Linked DNA regions of Triticum aestivum: region 2 is linked to region 1. A link is a contact called in public Hi-C data. All regions are on one chromosome and are shown on one strand. Each heading gives the region's core, a stretch centred on a gene start, on an enhancer-like site or on the middle of the called end of the contact. The rest is flanking DNA. Distances are from core to core; before and after follow the strand shown.

Region 1 (2,814 bases), core at 124-2,623:
ACGACTTGATATTTACGATTCACGTCCAACATTGTGATCCCACGACTCCTATTGATGCATAGATCTGATCCAAGGGTAACTGAGCAGTGTCGTACAAAAGTCGTAAAAAAAATATCGTACACATAGCACTGCTCTTTACCCTGCCAGCGCGGGAAACCCAAGGCCAAGAGTGTATAATATCAGTTACTAACTGCCTAACAGGGTATTCTGCTTGTTCATTTCTTTCTCAAACAATACAATCAGACAATCTGGAAACAGGATTGCATAATCATCCAACCAGTACCATTGAATGCATACAAGGAACTGCCAACAGACTCACCTGGGCATCGCGGAAGCTTGACCGCCATTAGCATGAGCTGAAAAGGGAGAATTCACTTCCAGGTCACCATTGCCTGCCTCATCACCAGTCTCACAAAGGGAGTCTGCGAACGAGCTCGAGCACTCCGTGCTATCCCCTCCTCGCTGGTCAGTCGAGTCCTCCGGACTCGCCATGGGCAGTTTATAGGAGGAGGAGGAAGCTATCCCCACAAAATCGGCACCCAAAGGCCGGGTGCAAGGGGCGAGAACGGCGCCTTCGCCCTCGCAGTGCTCGGGCTCGGATTTCACCCGCACCTTGCCCAGATTCTCCTTGCCCCCGTCGCCCTTGCCGTTGACATCCATGGCCAGGGCAGGGTCATCTGAGGAGTCGATACCGTCCTCACAAACCGCTGTGGCCGCGTCATCGGAGCGGAATTCACCGGGCACAGAACCGCCTCCCGGAGCGACGGATCGCTCCCCGTCGGCTTCGGACTTCAGCGCGTTCTGGCTGTTGCCGCCGCCGACCTCGCCCTCGACGTCCAAAGCCGGAGCCGAAGCCGGCGCCATGGGTGCCGGCGAGCAACGGAGAGATCCCCGAGGCGCCCGAGGCGGAATCACAGAACCCTGCAGCAGATTACAGCAGCAACCGCTGAGAAATTCGCACAGAAAGTAACCTAGCGGACACGAAAACAGATAACATCGCCGCGTCGCGGGAAAAAGGAAGATCCAATTGCCCATGGAACGGGCGAGAGAAACGCGAGACCGAGCAGGGCCATAGGCGTAGGGATTGGGCTTACCGGCAGGGCCGCGAGGGGCGGCGAACTCCGACAAATCGCCTGCGGGGGAGGATCAGGGCGACCGGAATGGGGGCTGAGGACTGGGAATTGGGGGTTCTCGGCCCGGAGTCGAGAGATCGATTTGGGGATTCCGTTGGCTCCACTGTGTTGTTGTGTTTGCGCCTATTTCTTGCGGAGGAAGAGGAACGGGCATCCTCGAGCGGGCGAGCCCTCTCTCTCTCTCTCTCTTCTTTTTCCCCCCTCTCCTCAACGTTTGATGGGGTCGGGCGAGCGAGCCGTGGAAAAGCGGCTCTCCTCTGCCTGCCGTGGCGAATTATAACGGCGCAACGCCAGCGTGCCGTCACTACTCCTGCATTACGATCTCGACTACTTGCCCCTTCCAGTCAGGCAAGCAAGATCAAGGATACGGTAGCTCGTTAACATATTCCATAACTTTTTGGGGGGAATTGCTCTCGGCCGTGCGAGGGCGATGTACTGCGGTGGTCTTGACACGGTGGCGAGGTGTTGCGACAGCGGCGGTGTGACTCCGACAGTTTGGCCAATCTGTTGATGGGGGTGGGAGAGGTGCGACGGTTCGGATGAAAATCCTGCTCATCCTTCGGAGCTAGCGGTGACGACGCCCGTGGGTGTCGTTTTCCTTGTTGGAGGCGTCGCCAAGGTGTGTCGGCATCTTCCCTCCTTGATCAGATTGTGGTCCTCGGGCGAAAGCCTTGTCCGTTGCAGGACCGACTATGGCGGCGGTGTGGCGTCATCACTCTATTGAGAGCATCGCATGTGGAGACCTGGCCTGGACCTGGCCTGGTGGTTCTGTCTGTGGTGCTTGCCGCTGCCCGAGTTAATCTTCGTGGGCGCTATGTATGCAGCTGCCGGTGATTCCAATACGATGGCTTTCTCATGGCTGACCGAGTCCCGCTATTCACTCGTCGTCTCCTCTTAGGCATTCAAGGGTGGGTAGTGCGTTGGCAAGGGAAATCCAGTTGGAGTTATTACTCTTCAAGGCGACTGACTTTTGTTGTGACGCGGCTAGATGATTGACTTAGGGCAAGCCCTTTTCCGTTGTGTTTGTACTTGTCATAGTGGAGTGTGGAGTTCCAACTACACTTGTTGTTCGCAGCAAGTTGTAGTCTTTTGTAATTGACTTCCGCCTTCTATAAAAATATGGTACGCCTAGGTGTGTCATCGGAAAAAATTGGGGGGAAAGCTTTATCTTTGCAAACATGAAGCTCCCATCGAGTTCGTTTTCCACATTGCCGCTTGGGCCTCCTCCTATCTCTGGTCGGGCTATCTCGTCGGCGGCCAGGAGCAGGTACCGTTCCTTTTGTTGTTCTTAATTAGTTATAGCATGTTCTTGTTTTCTGAATTTTTGTTTCCATGGCGGCATCGATGAGGTTGAAATAGTGATGAAGCATTGGAGTAACGTCTCTTCTAGCTGTCTCGTCGGCGGCCAGGAGTAGGGACCGTTCCTTTTGTTGTTCTTAGTTAGTTCTAGCGGGTTCTTGTTTTCTGTATTTTCTCCATGGCGGCATCGGTGAGGTTGAAACAATGATGAAGCTTTAGAGTAATGTCTCTTCCTGATTCAACGACATTCAACCCAACACCAATGAAGGGCCCGTGAGAATAGGTCTTGTCATATTTATTGCTTCTCTTCAGATCTTGTTAGTTGATGTGTCAATCAAGAATCAGTTAGCTCGCTCTTCGGGCGACAACTTTGACCTCTTCT
Region 2 (2,814 bases), core at 160-2,659, 630 kb after region 1:
ATCAGTCATCCACAAGGGGCCCAACATGCCCAAGACATAGTGCAAACCCTAGGAGGCAAGACGACCTTCTTAACATCCAAGACTAGAGGGCGGCAGTGCCCCAGATCGCATCTACCATATAAATCGCAGACCTCTCCTATCTATATAAAGGGAGGTCTAGGATACTCATTGATCATCTATCTTCAGATAGGAGAACTCTTGGTAGCAATCTCATGCACTAATGTAACCCGTCGCACGAGGTATCCCTCCATTATGAGTCATCGAAACCAGCATGATGTAGGTTATTACTCTTCGAGGCCTTAACCTGGATAAACCCCTTGTGTGATCTCTGATCCATGACTTCTAGCTGCGCTTGGACCCCTACCGAGGGATCTGACGGGAATTTGCCCCATCAACAATATTATTGTATCTAGGGCATATTTCCAACAACCTCCAGATGATGGTTGGGTGGAAGTGAACTCTGATGGAGCCATGTCAAAGTTTGGTGACAAAGGTGGAGGTGGTGCCGCCCCGAGGGATCACAATATAGCTTTTGTGCTGGAGTTAGCCACTATTTCCAAAACATTGTTGATCCAGAGGCCGCTGAAATTCTTGCTTGTAGGAGAGCATTATAGGTAGCGATCGAGAACGGGGTTGAGTCCATATGGAGCTTGATAACAAGACAGTGGTGCAAATGATCAATGATCCGCAGATGAACCTAGTTGCAGTCGAGCTGTGGGTTCAAGAGATAAAGGAGATGCTCAACATGCGCATGGATTTTCGAGTTGCATGGGTTCGTTGTTCTACTAATATTGTCGCGCATAAGTTAGCAAAAATAGGCGTAGGAGATGAGATTGTAAGGCATTTTATTGCGAAATTATCAGAGTTACATCCTTCAAGACACGTGGAAGAAGAAAACTAGGTTGTTCATCGTCCCATCAATACACCAACTGAATATCATAAGCATGCCCAGCTAGATAGTGTGCCAAATTATTGGCTTCCCTCGAACAAATGCTGAAAACGAATCGAAGATACACCGTGTGTGAGTTGGAAACGATCCATGAGAGTAGCAGCATATGGTGCCAATATATCTGAGATTCCATTGCACGCATTGATTACCTCTAAGCAGTCAGATTCGGCAACGATCCTTGAACACCCAATTTGATTCCTAGCCATGTTGGCTAAATAAAGCGGCAACATTAACCTCAAAAAAGAAAGTCTGTTGAATGTTGGTCCTGAAAAAAAGAAGAAAAGAAAGTCTGTTCACGCTTAAGTGCGGCCGGGGCCGAACCCGAATGCAAACTCGGGTGCCCTTCCGGCACCAACTCGCGAGCCAGGAGGATATTTGCGTCTCCACCTCTCGCAGCCGCGAAAGCCGCCGTGCCGGCCCCCAACTCCTCGATAGGCCCCAGCCTATTTTACCCTCACAAAAACACCAAAATACCCAGAAAAGACTAGTAATAGAGGGAGAGAGCAGCGTTCTCTCGCTCTCCTATCCTCCCCTCCCCTCCGGGCCATCCCACCCCCATGGCCTCCTTCCCATCCCCCTCCGTCGTCGCCGCGGCAGCGGCCGCGCCCCCGCGCCTCGCCCCGGGCCTCTCCCTCTCCGCCGCCGCGGTGCACCACTCCTCCCACGCCTTCCGCCCACGCCCCTCCCTCGCCCTGCGCCCTTCCGCCACCGCCGCGCCGGCCAACCCCCTCCGCTGCTCGCACCGCCGCGCCGTCACGCCCAGGTTAGTACGGACGCACGAATCGACCCACGCCGCCTGCGAGGGTTCACCGGGTTTGTTAGCGAATTGCTGATTCGCGTCGCTGCGTGTGTGCCTGCAGGTCGAGGAGGCGGACGCAAGGGCTCGGCGCGGCGTCGGCGTCAGCCGCTGGGATTCTCGGTGAGGAGAGGGACGGGTGCCTCTCGTGCTTCCCGAAGAGCCGGAGGCGGGGACGACCGGGGCTCGCCAGGTTCGCGCCGTGCGCGCTCCCTCACACCTCGGGCTTATCGCTGCACAGTCGGTGCAGCGGGCCTAAGGTTCGTTTCATCTGTGTTGATGGATTATTAGGCAGCTATTTTTCTGTTAACAGATTGCATGTGGTGACTGCTGGGGAAAAGTGTTTTGTTCCTTGCTTCTCTTGTTACTAGTATATGTTCTGCTTGGTTCCTTAATTAGTGGTGCGTATTATGGGGGGCATATGAGCAGCACAATAAATGTGGGTCGACCATCAGTGGTAGTGCAAAAAATTCAGCCGTAGTTTTTGTACTAAAAGGAGTCCCTGGTTTCCATGTCCATAAAGCCTACACATGATTGTTTTTTCATTAACTGTCAAGCTAAATGTTGAGCTTCACTAGTGGGAGGCAAATATTGTACCGAGCAACATATAGCGAGAAGGCAGTTGCTTGCCGGTATTTGAGTATGCAGCAAGCTAAATGTTGAAGGCATTGACTTAACTATTCGATGTTTTCAGACCAGGCTTAGTCATATATTACGTGCTGCTGGACCTGACGAACCACATGTTGCAAGTCCAACATGGTCTGAGGCAGCTCTTGATAAAGCTTACGATCCCACTATAAGAAACGAGGCGTTTGAAGATGTCCTGGACACCCCTCTTCCGTCCCATCCAAAGCTAATACGGGGTCAATTGAAGAATGGCCTCAGATATCTTATTTTACCTAATAAAGTTCCAGCAGACAGGTGAGGAAGCTTCATTTTCACCCCATTTTATACACACTGTAATACAATTACCAGAAGTGGGTACGACATGACTATACTGCCACAATCATTTCCTTGCAACTGAATTTTTATTGAACCCTTTCTACATTCACAACCACAATTTCCCAGT

The links. Hi-C and Micro-C count contacts between places; a contact is called where the count stands out from the background.
Region 2: a contact with region 1 is called in a Hi-C map of leaf, with 7 times the contacts expected there. The contact joins the promoter of LOC123159301 here to the promoter of LOC123155519 in region 1. A contact is called at or near these places in 2 of 5 Hi-C or Micro-C datasets (both in leaf).

What each region holds. Positions count from the first base shown.
Region 1 is chr7B:537,316,811-537,319,624 of IWGSC CS RefSeq v2.1, forward strand. LOC123155519 reads right to left here and starts at 1,374. Exons shown (of 6, transcript XM_044573681.1): 1 at 1,095-1,374; 2 at 320-921. The coding sequence starts at 864.
Region 2 is chr7B:537,944,041-537,946,854 of IWGSC CS RefSeq v2.1, forward strand. LOC123159301 (stromal processing peptidase, chloroplastic) reads left to right here and starts at 1,410. Exons shown (of 26, transcript XR_006479625.1): 1 at 1,410-1,712; 2 at 1,810-2,005; 3 at 2,440-2,666.